3 separate regions of the Hordeum vulgare genome follow, and regions 2 and 3 are each linked to region 1. The links are chromatin contacts, called in public Hi-C maps. All regions are on one chromosome and are shown on one strand. The core of a region is the stretch at or near the end of the contact, and the rest is flanking DNA. Distances in the headings are between cores, read along the strand shown. Region 1 has its middle 61 kb from the start of LOC123412467. Region 2 has its middle 33 kb from the start of LOC123410143. Region 3 holds the start of LOC123408416 (50S ribosomal protein L1).

Evidence for each region. A called contact is a pair of places that touch in the nucleus more often than the background predicts.
Region 2: a Hi-C map of leaf shows a contact between it and region 1, with 3 times the contacts expected there. The contact joins two enhancer-like sites. A contact is called at or near these places in 3 of 6 Hi-C or Micro-C datasets (leaf and seedling).
Region 3: a contact with region 1 is called in a Hi-C map of seedling, with 2.4 times the contacts expected there. The contact joins the promoter of LOC123408416 here to the enhancer-like site in region 1. A contact is called at or near these places in 1 of 6 Hi-C or Micro-C datasets (seedling) and 1 of 1 datasets of contacts at active chromatin or transcription factors (embryo).

Annotation. Positions count from the first base shown.
Region 1 is chr7H:522,878,024-522,880,884 of MorexV3_pseudomolecules_assembly, forward strand. No RefSeq gene overlaps it. Among protein-coding and RNA genes, the nearest start is that of LOC123412467, 61 kb to the left of the region's middle. Within about 2 kb of position 1,493, at least 2 of the 3 cell types and tissues checked have open chromatin away from gene starts, as enhancers often do. A contact at or near this core is called in leaf and seedling, where this site is marked.
Region 2 is chr7H:523,577,022-523,579,882 of MorexV3_pseudomolecules_assembly, forward strand. No RefSeq gene overlaps it. Among protein-coding and RNA genes, the nearest start is that of LOC123410143, 33 kb to the right of the region's middle. Within about 2 kb of position 1,475, at least 2 of the 3 cell types and tissues checked have open chromatin away from gene starts, as enhancers often do. A contact at or near this core is called in leaf, where this site is marked.
Region 3 is chr7H:522,320,429-522,323,289 of MorexV3_pseudomolecules_assembly, forward strand. LOC123408416 (50S ribosomal protein L1) reads right to left here and starts at 1,417. Exons shown (of 10, transcript XM_045101530.1): 1 at 756-1,417. The coding sequence starts at 1,307.

The DNA.
Region 1 (2,861 bases), core at 243-2,742:
GTTTTTTAATTTGAAAAAATGTTCTGGAATTCTGAAAGATGTTCCGGAATTTGAAAAACTATTTCGAAATTTTCAAAAAAATTCCAGAATTTAAAACAATGTTCCGGAATTATAAAAAATGTTTCGGAATTCGAAACAATGTTTCAGAACATTTTAGAAATATTTATGGGTTTTTAAAAAATGTTCCGGAGTTTGAAAAAATGTTCTGGAATTCTGAAAAAATGTTCCAGAAATTGTTTCGAAATTCGAAAAAATGTTTCGGAATTTGAAAAAATAATATGGAATTCTGAAAAATGTTCCCGAATTTGAAAAAACGTTCCAGAATTTAAAAAACTGTTCCGGAGTTTGGAAAAATGTTCCGAAACGAAATAAATAAAATCTGAAAACCAAAAGAAATAGAAAAAACGGTTCGAGGAACCCATCTTTGACAAGTAATTTATGACAAATGGAACCTTCCAACTAAAGGCGGGGAAGTGGAATCAAATGATAACCAAGTCAATAGCTCCCGAACAATCCGATGAGCGATTCAAGATATGAGAGGCCATTTAGAACATTCCCAAAACGTGAAAAACCCAAGTATTAAAATCTAGAAAGTTCCCAAAACCGCAAAGCTAGAACATGTTAACGGGCCGGCCAGATCACCCTTGGACGCAGCTACAAGATACAGCTTAATGGTCTGGCTCGGGTTCGTTCGCCCTTGTGCGGCTCGCTGCTGTTGGACGTAGCAAGCGTCACATAGGAAGTCTCACTTCTTTGTTCGATAAGTTGACTCGTCCGTATGCTAAAACTAGTTGATCTATCAAACATGGATCGGTAGACTGGATTGACGTGAGCAGGGTCGGGCCGGCAAAATCAGGGGCCCTCTGTGAAACTAAAAATTGGGGCTCTATCTCACAAAAAAACTAATGAGTAATTACAAAAAAAACCCAACTCCTGGTAAATATATATCTCGTAAGAAAAAATTATAACATATGTAATATAATGTCTTGCATAACTATTGGACAAATAAAAAAGTCTTACTCAACTTCCGGTTGCTATTTATTTGAACATCCTCATTCTTCTAGTATTCTCTGAAATGAAGCTTTCAATGATATCCTCGTAATCAATCTTCTCCAACACTTCACTCTCAAGTGCTATTTGTGGCCAAATCATTGAGTCTTTGTTGTATCATAGTACTACGTATATAGGACTTTAATAGTTTTAATTTAGAAAAAACTTCTTTCTTCGATGCCACTGTCACACGAATGGTCATCAAAACTCTATATGCAATACATGCATATGGAAAACAATCATGCCGCTTTAGAAAATTCAGAATTTCAATGGGTCCGTTATTTTATTTTGATATGAAATTTTGAAGAAACTTCAACTCAACAAATATATCAACTCAGCAATGATGGCCTTAGCGGGAGCAGCGATCGATGGATCACTATCGCGCCCGACGGCCCGAGACCCTCGCTGGCTTGCTCCAGCGGGAGCAACTCCCAGCGGCCCACTAGTCCAGTAGTCCATAGTTTTTTTTTCTAATACAAGGCCTAGCTAATTTTTTTACCCCCCGTCCTAGAATTTTGAGCCCTGTGGGCCGCACAATTTGCACCACTCTCGGCCTGGCCTGGACGTGACTATTCACCAGTTCGTGAAAATAAAAATAATATCAAAATTTGAAAATGTTCAAGAATTGGAAAAAAAGTTTGCAATTTTGGAAAGTCCAGAAACATGAAAAAGTTTATCAATTTTGAAAAAAACTTCCCCCATATAAAAAATCAGAAAATAAAAAACAATTCAGAAACATAATGAAACTTGGAAAAAGTTTATTGAATTTTGAGGAACTTTCATCGCATTTGTAAAAATTTCCACCAAGTTTGAAAAAATCACTGAATTTGAAAAATAATACACTCACTTTGAATATTTTAACCGATTTAGAGAAAAATCAGAGAATTTAAATAAAATTCACCAATTTTGAAGAAATAAATCTACGTATATGAAAAAATTCATCGATATGAAAAAATAATTTCATGCATTTAAGAAAAGAAAATTAAACATGAAACAATGAGTTTTCCTGTGTTGTATAAAAAAAATTAAGCACATGGTCGGTTTGCCGGTAGCAACTAGTTAGCGAGCGCTCTTTCGAGAGCCTGTTAGCGATCGCTCCTGCGCGTCGCCACTTGGCGCATCCTCAGCCACCACCACGTGTCGCATTTTAAGCGTTTCCTTCATATTCTGTTTTTTTTATTTTTTTCACACGTGTTTTCAGCTTTTTATAGTGATTTTTTTCGGGTTTTTTTCACAGGCCGTGCCTCTCAGAAATAGAAAAAACGCGTTTTTTGCTCTCTTTTTTCCTGTGAGAGGTACGGTTTTACTTCCACGAGAGACACGGTTTTGCTATCGCGAGAGGCACGACCGTGCCTCCCGGAAAGGAAAAAAAAACGTGTTTTCTGCTTCTTCTTTTCTGTGAAAGGCACGGTTTTACTATCGTGAGAAAAAAACGAGTTTTCTGCTCTCTTTTTTTCCGTGAGAGGCATGATTTTGCTTCCGCGAGAGACACGGGTTTTTGCTATCGCGAGAGGCACGACCATGCCTCTCGGAAAGGGGAAAAACGCGTTGTTCGCTCTCTTTTTTCGCGAGAGGCACGATTTTGCTATCACGAGAGGCACGGCCGTGCCTCTCTAAAAGGGAAAAAAAATGTGTTTTTTGCCCTCTCTTTTTTCCACGAGAGACACGGTTTTGCTTTCACGAGAGGCATGATTTTTCTATCGCAAGAGGCACGGCTATGCCTCTCGGAAAGGAAAAAAAAGGCGTGTTCTGCTTTTTTTTTTCTGTGAGATGCACGGTTTTGCTTTCGCGAGAGGCACGATTTTGCTGTC
Region 2 (2,861 bases), core at 225-2,724, 700 kb after region 1:
ATCAGCAGGCCGTAGTATGTTAGTTAGCGTACGTTTTTTGAAAACCGAAATATATTAATATCAAATAGATATCAATTACATCCAGCCTCTACAACAGCAAAATGCCTAAAACATTCAGGACGCACACAGCCAAAAAGATTTAAAAAATGGTAAAAAAAGACTCGTTACAGTGATCAATCACCCGTAGTAGCAGCAATCTAATCATCCCCAAAAACAGCACGCGAACTATAGATGATGTTCTTCAAAAACAACGCCTTTAGAAAGGAAACATAGCCAGCGTATGTACGTGTTCTGTTGACGGGACGTACTCCAAGAAGCGATGTACAACGTGTGATCAGGGACCAAGGCCAACATTGGTTTTGGTTGGACTTTGTACTTCGAGAGGAGTCGATGGAGTGAGTCTTAAGCCACTTTTAATCAGATAGGTGCGCTTAGTATTGGTTTTCTTTTTGTTTCAGTTTTGATAATGTAGCAGAAGAAGGGAAGCTTCGAGCTGAACGTGGGCTGCGTCATCTTTTGTTTAGCCCCACTAGCAAAAAATCCCGTGCGTTGCAACGGAAGAGAAAATAACACACGCTTTGAACGTAATATATTTTTACATGGCATCGCATTTGTGTTGTCGAAGATGGCCTCAGTGCTCACACAACGAAAACGCGTTTGAATGTACAATCACTCGGAATAAGATGAGAAATATATTGTTTCTCCCCACGAGATTTTCCAAAGGTGTCCTTCTGTGGTTAACGATGTTTTCTTTCCTCTTAATTTGGTTTTAATTTAATGGATATTTATTGCAATTCGTATGGTCGTCGGAAAGAGAGAAAAAAGACCGTGCACTAAAGATTAAGTTTGCACAAAAAAATATATTTAAGAAGTATTCAACAGCTAAAAATAACATCCTATTTAGATTCTACACATTTTTTCAATCAAATTTCATATATAACATGTTAAAATCGGAGTTACGGTTTAAAAGATATGGATAATTTTGCTTTAGATAAAACATGGATTGATTAACTGAAAAGTCAGGGGTTTTTTTGTTAAAACAAAAAAACGTTTCGGCTGACTTAAATAGGGACGGCGTGTTGATTACCTGAAACATCAGGGAGTTTTTTGTAAAATGTAAAAAAAAACGGTTCAACTCTGACTAAAAGATGGACCGTAGGTTGATTATCTAAAACTGTGAGGACTTTTCTGCAAAACGACAGAAGACGGTTCGTTCTCACTTAATATTGGACTACGGGTTAATTAACTGAAACTGCGAGGGCTTTTCTGTAAAATGACCGACGACGGACGAGAGAAGCACTGCGCGCTTTATTATTAGGGGAGAGGTAAAGATAAAGATTTTGCAAACTGGAGCATGGAACGAACCTGTGTGTTGCGAGCCTGCCGCCTTTTTCTTCTTTCAATTTTTAATCAGTAAAAAAATTCAAAGCACACTTTTTGCTGGCATTTCATATTTAGCGCTGCTGCAGGCGTCCGTTATAGGGCATTTTCGCAACGGGCGCCTACAGCTGCTGCGAGCTGGGCCGGCCCATGTATGTCTTCTTCTCTTTTCTCTTTCTCGTTTCACGTTTAAAAATGTGCGTCCCAAGATATTCGAACTGTAGTGCTTCAAAACTTGCTTTTTTGTTTTTATTTGTACCTTCAATCGCGAGAATCCTTTTGTTCTGTGTAGCTTCCAGAAATTCCCAAGCCCGCTTTTCCTTGGTTCGCTGGTCATTTTCGGGACAGTTTTATTCAGGTTTTCTTATTTCTTCTTCCTTTTTTTAAAATTTGTTATTCTTTATCGGATGTGTACTTTTTTTCCAATGATGAAAATTTTTCAAAATTTTGTTCAAATTCTATGAACTGTTTTGAAATTCGTTGAACTTTTTTCACATTCGATGAAATTTCTCCAAAATCGATTAACTTTTTTCAAAACAGGTGAAATTTTTGTTCAAATGTGATAAACTATTTTCAAATTTGTTAAAAAAAATTCACATCCAATGAACTTTTTTCCAAAATCGGCGAAATTTTTTCAAACCCGACGAATTCTTGTCGAATTCAATGAACTTTTTTTCCAAAATTGGTGATTTTTTTCAAAACTAATGAACTTTTCTAAAATTTAAACGAACTTTTTTAAAAATTTGATTGACTTTATAAAAATTGGTTGATCTTTTTGAAAATTCATAAAATTTTCATTTTTTCCATTTTTATGACTTTTATTTTTATTTTTTGTTCTTTATTATTAAAGTTAATGGTTGACTAGTCAATTGGTCAACCGAGACAGTACAAAACAGCAGTCGCGTGAGCGAGTCGAATGATCAGTCGGAGCTAGTGGAGCGCTCGCCACATGAGCCGGCCCACTTGGCCCACTTGGCGTTCCAGCGGGTGTCAGTTGGCTTCCGTGATGCCGAATGCGCGGAATAGGAGCTCCCCTTTTTGCCCACCCTAAGTAATCTTTGAGGAGGCTTTTGAAGGAGCACTCCTCCACTAATTGCTCCTGGAGCTTTCTATTTGACGCTTCAGAGGCGTGTTACAGGTCATTTTGCAAACAGACATATGAAGTGCACGCCCTTTGTTGCAAGTTGGGCGCCCCATGTATCCTTTTTTGGGACTTTAACCCGTAAAATTAAAAACACGCCAGGAGATGGGTCGAACCCGAGATCTTCATGTACTAGGTAATCACCAGTAACAACCCGGGTCACTATGAATATTGTGTCTACTTCTCCGTGTTATTCATTTTCTCCTTTCTTTTCTATTTATTTTACTCCTTCCTTTTATTTTATTTTTCTTGTTTTTACCTTTTAGTTGCTTTTTATTTTTCCTTCTTTTCCGTTTTCCTAATTTCATGAAAAATTTCATAATCAGTGAACCTTTTCCCA
Region 3 (2,861 bases), core at 167-2,666, 560 kb before region 1:
TGTTTCATCTACGTACAAAGATCATATGCCAGTTTGAGAATGCTCAACTTATTTTAAAGCTGTTGTGGAGAAAATAGTCTTCTTTGCATACAGGGTGTTGATGTTAACTAATGTGGCAAAATGAAACACAGTTCGGTATCTCTTCTTTCTTCTGTTAGCAGAACAAGATTTTAAACTACTTTTCTGTTGCTTATAGCAACATCAGTTAGCCAAACAGGATAATAGGTCAAATCAACTCAGGTAAAACAGAACTGTTATAACCAATCACGATGCCAAAAGCAGCATAAACAAAATGGATTTGCTAATTCTAATCTAGATGAGAATTAACAAAGTCGCATCTAACTCCTACACTATTCTATTAATAAAAAAAAATCCTCATGAATCTCCACATAAAATTCAATGGTGTGGAGTTATGTCTCATCTAGATGAGAGCTAGACACACCCTAAAAAAAATAGGGGCATTCTTCCTAGTATGCTAGAACCCACTGTCACAGAAAAAAAAAACATGCATCAAATTCGGCTTAATCCCATCCAGTCGCATTTCAGTTAAACTATGGTTGTTTCATCAACATTCCTTCCCATTGACTAAACAAACAAAAGCATGGTACTTCAAGTGAGCTACTCTTCTCATTGTGGAAATCGTAGTGCTACGAAACCATGTCCAAATTACACAAAGCTATGATACCCAATCGCAGCATAACGAGATTTTCTTTGAGATTTGAACTGCGATGAACCGAATCACGAGAAGTGCAGACCTTGATTTCGCGGAGTGCATCGACGAGATCAATGGCGACCTTCTGCGGCCGCTTCGCAACGGGTATCAGCGTTGGGTACGGCACCGTTTCCTCCTCCACCGGCACTCCGAAGATGGTCCTCCTCGTCCGCTCAGCATTCATCTCAATCCGCTCCGCTTCGCCGCGCAGATCCTGCTCATTCGCCACTTCCCCGGCCCCTTCTTCCGCTGGACGGTCTCCCGGAAGCGGCGCAACCCTGCTCGGGTACGACACCGGCGCGATCGCGGGCCCCGCGTCCTTGACGAACCGCACCTCTTCCCGCGTAAACTGCCGCGGCGGCTGCTGGTCAAATCTCCTGGGTGGCCGGTCCTGCCACTCGGAGCTAGCGCTCGGGGTCTCCCGCGAGGGGGCCTCCTCGGGTGGGGCCTTCGGCTTCGGGGCGTAGGAGACGGGCTTGATGGGCGGCGGTGGGGGGTTGCCGGAGTTGGAGGTGCAGAAGCGGAAGAGCGGGAGGAGGCGGTGGGGATGTGGATGGCAGCGCGAGTGGGAAAGGAGGAGGCGGAGGTGAGCCATCGTGAGGGCGTGGCGGCGGCCGGCGGCGAGGGGTGCGGCGTGGGGTTTAAGTGAGGAAGCGAAGGGAGATGGACTGAAATGGGAGGGTTTCCTCTGGACTGGGCTCGATCTGGTGCACACTGCTATGCACGAGCCGGCCCAGCTAGGACGTTTTAGTTAGGCCCAACTAGCACTGCTATATCACCGCGAGTTCGCGAAACCACTAATTAAGTAGTACTCCTTTCTAAAATCACTCGCACCGTCACTTATGACAACCTGATAGTTTTTCTTTTTTTGTAGATAAGAATTTTTAAAATGTTTTATCTATTAAATCGTGCGTCATGATCTTCACAACTAGATCATATCTTGATTTGTTTTGACGAACTTTTCTTTCACAAGAAAACCAAATGGAAAATTGGCTCTCTCGTGAAAGAAAACAAAACAGAAAACTCATTATTTTTCATTTCGAAGAGGCAATGCTGTGTCTCTCATCAAAGCACATCTATGCCTCTCACGAAAGCAAAATCGTTTTGAAGAGGCACGGTTGTGCCTCTCGTCAAGGTACATCTATGTCTCTCATGAAAGCAAAATCGTACCTCTCGCAAAAGAAAAAAGACAGAAAACTTTTTTTTCGTTTTCGAAAGGCACGGTCGTGCCTCTCGCGGAAGAAAAATTATGCCTCTCGCGGAAGCAAAACCGTGCCTCTCGAGAAAGGAAAACACACGTTTTTTTTTGTTTTCGAGAGGCACGACCGTGCCTCTCGCAGAAGCAAATCTGTGCCTCTTGTGCAAGAAAACCCGTGTTTTTCGGAAATAAAAAACGTGATTTTTCATGCAAAAGAATTTCTTTTTTTGAAAAAAAATCGACCAAAAACTAAGAAAGACTGGTGGAAAACCGAAACACCGAAAAACCCTAGAAAAAACACACCTAAAAAGCCGAAAACGCATGCGAAAAAATAATAAAATAATAAAATCTGAAGAGAAAGCTCAGAGTACGATATGTGGTGGTGGCTGAGAAAGTGCCAAGTGGTGGCACGTGGGAGTGGTTGTTGGGAGGTTTCCGAAGGAGCCCTCGCCAACTAGTTGCTCTCTTCGCTTCGATACGATTGCCTCAAAAACATCCAGTCCGGCATGAAATTCTCAAAAAAGAAAGTTCGGCACGTTCCTCTCTAGTTAGGGTTTTGTTTCTTCCTCTCGGCGGCGCCACTGTCATCGTTGAGACTCACATTCCCTACTCCCATTTTTCTTAGGAAGAAAGGATCCAGGCTGAACTAGGGCGATCTTGATCGCTACTGAGCCTTGGTCTCTTTCGTTTTAGGGAGCAGGGTGTCTAAGAGCATCTCTAGCAGACCCCGTATAAAGCCGACCCGCAAAAGTCTTTTACACTTCGCAGAAAAAACTGTTTTGTAGGCCCGCGCGGGCGCGGACAGAGTCAGACCCCGCAAAACGGACCCGTAAAAAGGATATTTGCAGAAGATGATCTTTTATGGGTCGGCTATGCGAGGTCTGCTCGGGTGGCGCGGCGTCGACCCGCAAACTGAAAACCCCGTAAATCAGAATTACTAATGTGTAATAT